Regions from separate parts of the Danio rerio genome. Here region 1 is linked to region 2. A link is a contact called in public HiCAR-type data. All regions are on one chromosome and are shown on one strand. The core of a region is the stretch at or near the end of the contact, and the rest is flanking DNA. Distances in the headings are between cores, read along the strand shown.

The links. HiCAR-type assays count read pairs that join an accessible place to other places.
Region 1: a contact with region 2 is called in a HiCAR-type map of caudal fin, with 9 times the contacts expected there. The contact joins the promoter of pax9 here to the promoter of slc25a21 in region 2. A contact is called at or near these places in 6 of 18 Hi-C or Micro-C datasets (caudal fin, embryo and hematopoietic stem cells) and 3 of 4 datasets of contacts at active chromatin or transcription factors (caudal fin, embryo and gastrula embryo).

What each region holds. Positions count from the first base shown.
Region 1 is chr17:40,111,045-40,116,186 of GRCz12tu, forward strand. pax9 (paired box 9) reads right to left here and starts at 1,331. Exons shown (of 4, transcript NM_131298.1): 1 at 1,184-1,331; 2 at 102-734. The coding sequence starts at 1,187.
Region 2 is chr17:39,895,953-39,900,927 of GRCz12tu, forward strand. slc25a21 (solute carrier family 25 member 21) reads left to right here and starts at 2,172. Exons shown (of 11, transcript NM_001076632.1): 1 at 2,172-2,229; 2 at 2,454-2,538. The coding sequence starts at 2,472.

The DNA.
Region 1 (5,142 bases), core at 81-2,580, 210 kb after region 2:
ACACACGCTTTGACAGGCCTGAGAACAGTCTTTTGGCATGTCCACAGACACACAAAAACAAGGACAAAGTTTGTATTACCAAAAACTGAGAGGATGCTTACTTTGCTGCTCCGTTATTGATCGAATGCCCAGAATATCTGTAACAGAATGAGAGGAAGGCCATATCCTATGCATTGCCATATGTCCAGGAAGAGTGGGCATGCCAGGCGGAGTTGGTACTTTAGTCCCAGCGGCTGCTATTGGAGTTGGATACGAATACAGGTGGTTGTAGGGTATGGTGGGTTGAGGTTGAGGATGAGAGGCCTGTTTGCTCGACTCGTACTGGTTCTGTTGAGACAGATTCCCGATCTTGTTGCGGAGAATCCTACTAATTGAGCTGACAGAGGGCAAATTAAATTTATCACATACGCCGTCCGCGAGCAGTCTGTCTCGAATCTCCCATGCGAAAATACCAGGGTCCCGTTGCTTGTAAGTCCTAATGTGCTTGACTACGTTTGGGGTCGTGACCCTCGGTTTACTGCCGCCGATTGCACCGGGAAGTATTGAGCCGGTTTCGTTGTACCGAGCCAGAATCTTGCTCACGCAGCCGTGGGAGACGCGGAGCTGCCTGCTGATGTCACAAGGCCTGATGCCCAACTGGGCCAACTCTACTATCCTGAGCCGGATGGCATTGGGTAGGGGTCTTCCGTTGACAAAAACACCGCCTAGTTGGTTCACCTCCCCAAAGGCTGGCTCTAGTTATGCAGATATATAAAAGAAAAAAATAGCATAAAACATCAGATATACCTAGGCAATGGATCGTTAAACTTTAATATTTCAGTACGTCGGATTCATTTTCGATTAAATTCGATTTATCTATGTTTTGTGTTTGCTTTCAATTAAAGATCGTGTTTGCTTCTCTGTCAATGTTTACTGCAAAAAGCTAAGTGTCACAAAACAAATTCTGTCATGATACACGAAATTGTACATTCGGTAACTTAGGCACGTTTTGGACGCGATTACGCACAATCGCAGCAATGTGCCATTCTAATTTCCGAAATGACGATCGAAGCATCAGTCGTTTTAACAGTTTTGAGTCAAGAACTGAACTATATATTACTTATATGTCGAACAGTTTTTTTTCCCCTCAAATGTGTTAATGCATGCCCGCTCCCATGTGGGAAAACATGAATATAGATCTTACCCATTGCGTTTAGCCTCCCGAGGAAAAAAGAAACTTCACTATGCTGTCCTATTCTGACCTGTTCCGAGTCCAGTTTAGCTGGTAATTATTGCACCGAAGCCGATGCAGATGAAAATTAAGCGTCCGAGACGGATGTGATAGCGATTAGTTGCAAGAGAGGAAAATTCGCCTTCTGTTTCCTTATGGCAGGGAACACAGGCTTACATTTCAATCCTGAAAATGGTGGGCTGGCCATTTACACATGTCTCCTAAACGAGGTGCTGCCAGCCAATCACACAGCGAGGTACTTCCATGTTGTTTTTCTATTGGCTGACAAGTTTGACATGACAGGCGTTTGCACTAGCGTAGGCTTCCCCTTTCGCGTTTGAACTAGTGGACAGGGTTCCCCGAGTCTTGATTTTCTTTTTAGACACATCTTGAATGGTAAGTGTTTGCAACATTGCACTGTAATTTTGTTTCATAAGCATAATTCTAATTATTACGTCGACTAGAAGAGTGGAGAACTTTGCGTGTCTTATCCTGATATCATCTTTAATTTGATTCTGACGCGTCCGCTTTATTGAGTGGTTCGTATAAATATAGTAGGCTAAATAAAAAGGCAATTTTACAAATGCATTTTGATTTGGTGGTATAGCAATAGACTAGTTTCAGACCAACGGTTAAAATGCTGTTTGATAATAATAATAATAAAAGAAGAAGACGATGGCTGGTGAAATATGGAACAATGGATCAGCCCCGTCAGTCGTTTTACGAATAATTTATTTAGGTTGATTAAAATTAAATAGCAAAATGTGGATGGTTTACATAATCAAAATGAAATTTAGCATCAACTCTTCATAATACACAGTTTTTCATATTAGTCACTCGTATAAAAGCATAAATTTGGCAAGGCCATAAGATTTTTTTAGGCTTCATTGATTTTCGTGGGATTATGAATTGATGGCATAATGATACAGTTATTTAAATATATATAAAATGACGACGACTTGAAAAGGGTAAACAAACTATTTCTGTGTATGTTTGATGAAGTGAATGTGAGCCATCAGACTGGCACAATGGTTAAAGAAATAATAAATTCTTAATAAATATTGTTTTAATTGAAGCTTGTTTACTAGTTACACATAGCACATAGGCACCATTAAAAGTTAGGCTAAGTACGGTTCATGTTAAATGTGTAAATGTATTATCGAGTACACTAGGATTAGTAATATATATATTTAGTAGTATTCATTATTAGTAATGCCTACAGGATTTGATAAAATTTTAGAATATGTAAAAATGTGTGGTAGGCTATTGTTTAGCTGCGCTCAGGCCTGTTAGAACACTATAAAAGCCATTGCAAAGATAGTGGCAAGTTATTTGTATTATTGTTGTTTCCTGTTTACCTAAGATACTTGAACCCTTTCAAGGTTTTCCCTATCAGCGTTTGGTTTTCTCTTATGGGGTGTACTATCTTAGACTTCACAAACTTTACTCTTTACCTAGTTCAAATCTCGCAGCTAACTGGAGTTTGACTTATCTTGCTTTAGTTTCATTACATTTGGGTGAGGGAAAACAAATTAGCTTTCATTCATGCTTATACGTTTAAATAGTGTCCTTACAAGTATATTTACGATTCTCATATTGTATGTTGTACATTTTGACGTTCCCTTACGCGCAAGCTCATAAGAATTCACTACACCACAGCAGTATGTTTTCATCTAGGCTGATTTTAGGGCCCATATCCTCTGTATTGCCACTCATTAAACGATTCTTAATCGTTGAAGTACCTAAAATCACCCAAATAATAATGTTTCTAATCAATCTAAGGACTTTGGATATTCAAAGTATTTGAATTATTCAAATCAGCCTCTTGCGTTTTAAAGAACTACCAAAGTAAACACCAAAGATTTGGCTTGTTTGCTGCTTTAGCCGAGTGAAGGGACAAAGCTAAACTGAAAGCGATACGGGGTAAACGTGATCGTCTGATTTATATGGGTGAAGTGTCTATGCAAGAGCGTGTTATAGGACGACAATGCAGTTACTATCCTCCAGATTAGATGGAGTTTCTTAAATAATTTTAATGTGTGGTTCGTTTACTGGCTGCGTATCATGTTCTCTTGCGTCGTTTGTTATGATTGCAGAAGGAGGGCATAAATCCAGCGCACTAACTTACCACCGAGAGATAGAGAAAGGGGTGCGTTAATGAGGTGTGAAGACTGATGTGAAAGGCAGCCTGCTTCTGCCGCACTTGCAGCCTTTGCGTGGGACAGACCCACATGATATCTTTCTTTTGTCTTGGTTATAAAACACCATGAACTTCTTGAAAATAGTCCATGAATGAATTATTATACACAAAACTATCATACATTCACAAGCCTCTTCTATGATCGCAGCACTGAACATATAAAAGAATTGCCTTTATTCCCGTATGTAGTAATTTTAGAATATATGTAATGTTTTTGAATATATAATGATTGGGGAAAACTTAAAATTTGAAAATGATGACAAAAAAATAGGAAAGACAAACTTAGCCTACTGGGAAGTCGATGTACAATTGCACAAATGCATAATTTCTGTAACTTTTTATTTGTAATTTATTTTTACTGGTTTTAATTTATTAGACATGCATATTTATTCTACAACAAATTAATTGCTTTATTATGGCCGGTTGCTGTGCTGAAATGACATGATAATGTTGTGTCTTGGATGAGATACACAGCAGTTTATTTTAAGCTCGAGCTGCACAGACTGGTGTTATGTTTGTGCGACGTTCTACGCCTTTTTTTTTTTTTTTTTTTTTTGGAAAGATAAAAGAATTAGTTTAAATAGATTAGCCCAGAGTGGAACTTTTGTAACCATTTATTTACGTAATTTCGTTTCAGACTGTTTAGTTGAATTCCTTTGGATATAAGCAAAAACATAAGATATTTTAAGAATGCTGTAAATCATACAGTATTGTACCGTCGATATTTATTTGTGCAAACACAATACTGAAACGTTTCTCAAAATATCTTCTTTTAAAAGTGTCCTGCAAAAGAAAAAAAATGTATGCAGATTTGGAACTAAGGTGAGTAAATGATGACAGTTTTCATTTTTGTATAAAGCTGGTTAACAGTAATTCGGTTAATACCATCAAGCACAAGTGACGCATCACATCGTCACGCATCATTATTATTAAATATTATTCTATAGGTAGGCCTACATATTTTAAAAGGCTGTCAGTATTTCGATAAAGCACATGTTTTACAGATTTTAACGATGTAGAGTATCATTCATACAAATTATGTATCGTTATTATTTCTCCGTGACCCCAAATTGATCAAATAAGATTTTGTTGTTAGTTTGTTAGACCTCAATTTCAGACCTCAATTCAAAGTCTTTTTTGTTCGTAAATGTGTTTTTTAAATAATTATATTAATAATAAAAAAGTCACCGTATAAATAATCTTGTCCTGTTTTTTGGAACTGCTTCAAGTTTAAAATGTACGTTCAAATTAAATGTACAACAACATAAATTCGTTAGCGTTGTTAACAGATAAAATAGCCAGTTAAATAGAAACAATTCAATTTATTCAAATTAATGATGAAAATAATATTACTATTATTATTTAAAAAGGTCTTTGCCAATTCGAACCGAAATTATCTTTATTATTTAGAATGTATTAAAGTGTTTGCATTTAAACTAAATTATTAATATTTAGAACTACTTGGAATTATTATTATTATTATTATTATTATTCAGCAAACAAATAGTTGTCAATAAGTGTCCTCAATAATGGAGTAAAAAAAACAAAGTTCACGTTGATATACTTAAAATTTTAAAAACTATCATCTTAAAACTGATCGCACACATTGACACATGGTCAGAGAGGGTGGAAGTCAAGAGTTTATTTTGACTCATTACACACCTCTCAGCTGCCATGCGCTCGTTACTCTTGAAAGGATCTGACCCTCAGATAGTAATGACTTTGTACATTA
Region 2 (4,975 bases), core at 922-3,421:
TGTACTGTCATCATGCCAAGAAATTAGAATTGAGTTATTTAAACTATTATGTTTGAATTTTTGCTAATAATTGTAGATTTTTTAAAAATATTTAATTGTATTACAAAGAAGTAATTTTTTTCAGGATGTGTGTGCCCTTATCAATCCCAGACAAATTTACAGAATGGTTTGCTTAGATGTTACTTCTTCTAAGCAAAGGTCGCTGGTTCGAACCTCGGCTCAGTTGGTGTTTCTGTGTGGAGTTTGCATGTTCTCCCTGCCTTCGCGTGGGTTTCCTCCGGTTGCTCCGTTTTCCCCCACAGTCCAAAGATATGCGGTACAGGTGAATTGGGTAGGCTAAATTGTCCGTAGTGTATGTGTGTGTGAATGTGTGTGTGGATGTTTCCCAGAGATGGGTTGCAGCTGGAAGGGCATCCGCTGTGTAAAAAACTTGCTGGATAAGTTGGCGGTTCATTCCCCTGTGGCGACCCCGGATTAATAAAGGGACTAAGCCGAAAAGAAAATGAATGAAGTTGCAGAATTAATGATTAATAATTGCGAGTTCCCTAATTCACTGGCCACCGTGTTGCTTTATAGACGGGGTGGAGTTTGCTCTGCTCCAGGCAGGTCAAAGTGCTAATGGCATTTCCCTGCCAATAGCCTGCTATAAAATCACATTTGAGAATTAAACAGGGGGAAAATGTGTATCTTAATACAGTAATATCCCCATTACTCAGCCAGACTCTCTCTCTCTCTCCAATTTAGTTGTAACACTGAATTAGGGAAAGCCTGCGTTTCATTGTTGCCTTTTGCAGGAATAATAAAAAAATACTAAAAATCTGTGGTTCACTACATGGTTTGGAGGAATCCCAGACTTTCTCAAGGATGTATTTTTATGTTTTTTCTTCACATTTTAAATCACAGCTTTTAGTTTATGAGACGTCAAGTACACTATTTTAAGCTCTGTGTATTTTTAGTGTCTGAGGTGACATATCTGATTTACTTGGTAGGCTACTATAGGTTTAGTGTGCTTAAAAGTTATTTTTCACAATCTATTGTGTTTAGGTGTGGGCCGGCATAAAATTCTAGCGGTTTAATAACCTTGAATAAAACAATCACAGTTTCACGCGATGTGATCACTGCTCCAAAATAAGTTCTTTTTAAATCTCTGGGTAAAAAAACAACTTTTTCCCCCTATTGAACACAATAAATTTTATTTTAGGAAACATTTCAAGTATTTTAAACTCATAGATTTTGATGTGGATGTTGCTTTTTTGCTGGAGATACTGTTGCCGTAAAAAAAAAACCCCGAAATAAAATAGTTTTAAGAAATAACTTCAATATACCGTATAGGAACAGAATAACAGAAAGCTTTGGCAGTTTTCCAAACCATGGTAAACCTTGAAACCGATTATCATCCCAATGCTAATTGTGTATAGGCTTATATTTATGTTATGCTTTATTATTTACTTGCATTAGATAAATCTAAAATCAAAACCTTTGTGCGATACAAATGTATTTTAGAGGTGCACTTCAACTTTTAGTCTTTTAAAGTGCCACTTACTGATGTTTATGCTAAATATGCCTAATAACTATATTTTTGTTTGCTATATAAAACAAGTTACACTGAATAAAATAACAGACTTTGAAAACCCTCTTTTGTCTTTGAATGTTGTATAATGTCCATGTTAGCATTTATGCTAAAGAACGCTAAACTTGTTCAAACCAAAATATAAACAACAAAACATTTTCATGTAAAGAAAGATTATTAATTGATACAACATTAAAAAGTATTGCTAATTAAGTTAAGACAAAGCAAAAAATAGAAAAAAAGTTAAAAAAAAAAAAAAGTGTGTTTGAACCATAGACTGTAAAAACGGTTTGAATACTTTGGTCTAAGTGAGTAATGAACGCCAGTGGAAAAAGAAATGTGAAAATTTCATAGTTTCTCTGGCTTACGGACAAATACGAATAAATCTACAGTTGATATGGAATGTTGTTGTTATATTGTATCGATTTTTTAGTATTATGTACTTTAATCATAGGCTAGTAGGCTATTCATCCTCTGCCCAGTGGACTCTGTGAGCTGAATTTGTCTCCGAGTTAAAATTAACCTGCACACATGAACTGCCTCAGCGCGCGCTCACGCACAGATCTCCGTCGTTTCTGTTCGCGCCAGGACGCCTCGTGTCACAACAGCTCGAGGAACTACTACAATAAACAGTCAACTCAAATCCCAAACTAATCAGCGTAAGGTTTAATCCATATAACGTTACCACACTATATTACGCGCCGTATGGCCAAATGAACACAACGACCGACTGTTACTGATTTTAACGTTTGCTACACTATGTATTTACTCGAGACAGTCACTAATAATGTCAAACACTAAAGTCATAATGTTAACACATATGAAATGACAGCTGTTTCCATTAAGTCAGCGCGGCTATGACAGTTTGTTTTCCTCAACACAGGCCCAGAACCAAACAAAAATGACATCTAAAAAGCAAAGTTTGCTGAGAGAAGCGTCTCATCAGATCATTGCGGGAGGTTCAGCAGGTAAGACGAGATTTAACTTTTCTCTTTCATACAATCCACGAACTTTGTTTACCAAGTGGTTCTGTCTCGCGCGCTGCTCGTGCAAATTCAGTAGTTAGTTGGCAGACTTTCAGTGGTGCCTGAGGTACTTTCATAGGGTGTGATTTGTATTATACTGTTGCTATTGTTCCTTGAATGTGTTTAGTGGGTGATTTTGAAGCAGATAGAAGTAGGAATCCTTTGACCGGATGTATGTCCGAAGAGGGACGCGGGAGACACGCGCACTTCTGATGGTTCCGTTTACTAATCGTTCCCTCTGAGTTTTACTTTGTTCACGCGTTCATTTCAGAGCATAAAGGCTGGGTATTTAGTGACATTAAACAAAGAAATAATACAGTAACACTAAAACCAATCCAGCAGTATGAAATGTATAAAACGATATCTAATAATAGCTCATCCTAATGCGAGAGCAAGGGAATTTTAAAACGAAAGTCTCTGAGATGGTTAGAAACATATTGAGTTCTGTTAAGTTACGTCTTGTATTCTGCTCATTATACTTCTGTATGTATGCATTTTACTCATTGGATTAAATTTTATGTTTTTTTCTTTTCTTTATTTCATGTTCACATGCCGGTTTAAATATTAATTTATTTATATTTTAAATTACATTTATTCGCATATTTTTTTACTATTTATTTGTTTTTTATTATGATTTAATATTACTTTTATTATTATTTTAACAAATTATCCAGTACATAATTAATAATACAGATAAATTATAAAACTTAATACTTAAGCTCTACCATAAATCTACCTGGGAGTCACTGAAGCAATAATTTACATCATGGTTTAGTCAGAATCAAGTAAAGTTGATTCAATATTTTTTGGAGCCTTAAATAGAGAGAATTAGAATTTTTATATATATATATATATATATATATATATATATATATATATATATATATATATATATATATATATATATATATATATATGAGCAATTCCATGAAAATGTCAACCTTGCCATGAAAAGAAAAATGTTTTCACCAAAATAGCGAAACCGTTTCTACATTTTTTGCGCAGGCAAGTGTTTTACAGTACTTTAAAAATACTTAAAAATGTGTCTGTCAATGTTTTCAAACTATTATATTTGATTTACCAAAGTCACACAAATGGCAATTTCACATCCGTCACATCCATAACGAAAAAGTGTCACATCCATAACAAAGCTTTTCCCTCAAAAATGCAAAAATGTCAAAATAAAATAAAATCAATCACTTTTGTTCTATAAAGAGCCAACTCTTATCCTTTTGTTAAGGAATATTTATTTTGGGTTGTGCAGTTTAATTCACAGAATTTCTACGAAATATGTTGTATACTGTAAACTCGCACTTTTTTTGTCACATCCATAACGCTTGTTTATTTTCCTCATTTAAAGTATAAAAATGTGCACAGATTGATTTTTTTTGATCCTATAACTCTGTGGTTAGTTGTTTTGGAAAATATAAACAGATGATTCAATATAATGTTAACGTATACTTTCTCTGTGAATTTATGTTTTGAATTTTTACTGCAAATGTATCATCCATAACGCTGGAATCAGACATATATATATATATATATATATATATATATATATATATATATATATATATATATATATATATATATATATAAGAAGAGCTCAGATGCAAAAACCTCTTAGTGCTGTCTGAAATTTACATTAGAAAATGATAATTTTTCTCAGACTCCTATCTTTATGTTGAGTTTTTTTTACTTAAAATTATATATATATATATATATATATATATATATATATATATATATATATATATATATATATATATATATATATATATATATGTATATATATATATATATATATATATATATATATTACTAATATGAATAATATGTTTACTAACTAATAATAATATTACTAATAATATTTGCAAATCTCAGTTGCTCATCATTACTTAACTCTAACTCAAAAGTTATTCCCTGTTTTGTTCTTTTATAATGTCAAATAGATTATGTGTGAGAGACTAAACAATTAGTTATTTGGCTAAATGTAAATATTGACAATTAAAAAAAAACTTCCCATTTATAACCTTAAGTTATTTAAAAACACAATTTGCAATTTGTCCAATATTACTCAGTTAATGTAACCCTGAGAAAATGAAAATGTTTCTGTATTATACTTAACTTGCATATGTTAAACCACTATGTTATAAACATTGACGTCTGTGTTAATGACAGTAATCATCCTTTAACTTGTCAATAAATGTGTGTGTGTGTGTGTGTGTGTGTGCGTGCGTGCGTGCGTGCGTGCGTGTGTGCGTGCGTGTGTGCGTGCGTGTGTGCGTGCGTGTGTGCGTGTGTGTGTGTGTGTGTGTGTGTGTGTGTGCGTTTGGAGTTCACACAGGACAAACTGACTAAGCGTCTTAAAATCACAACA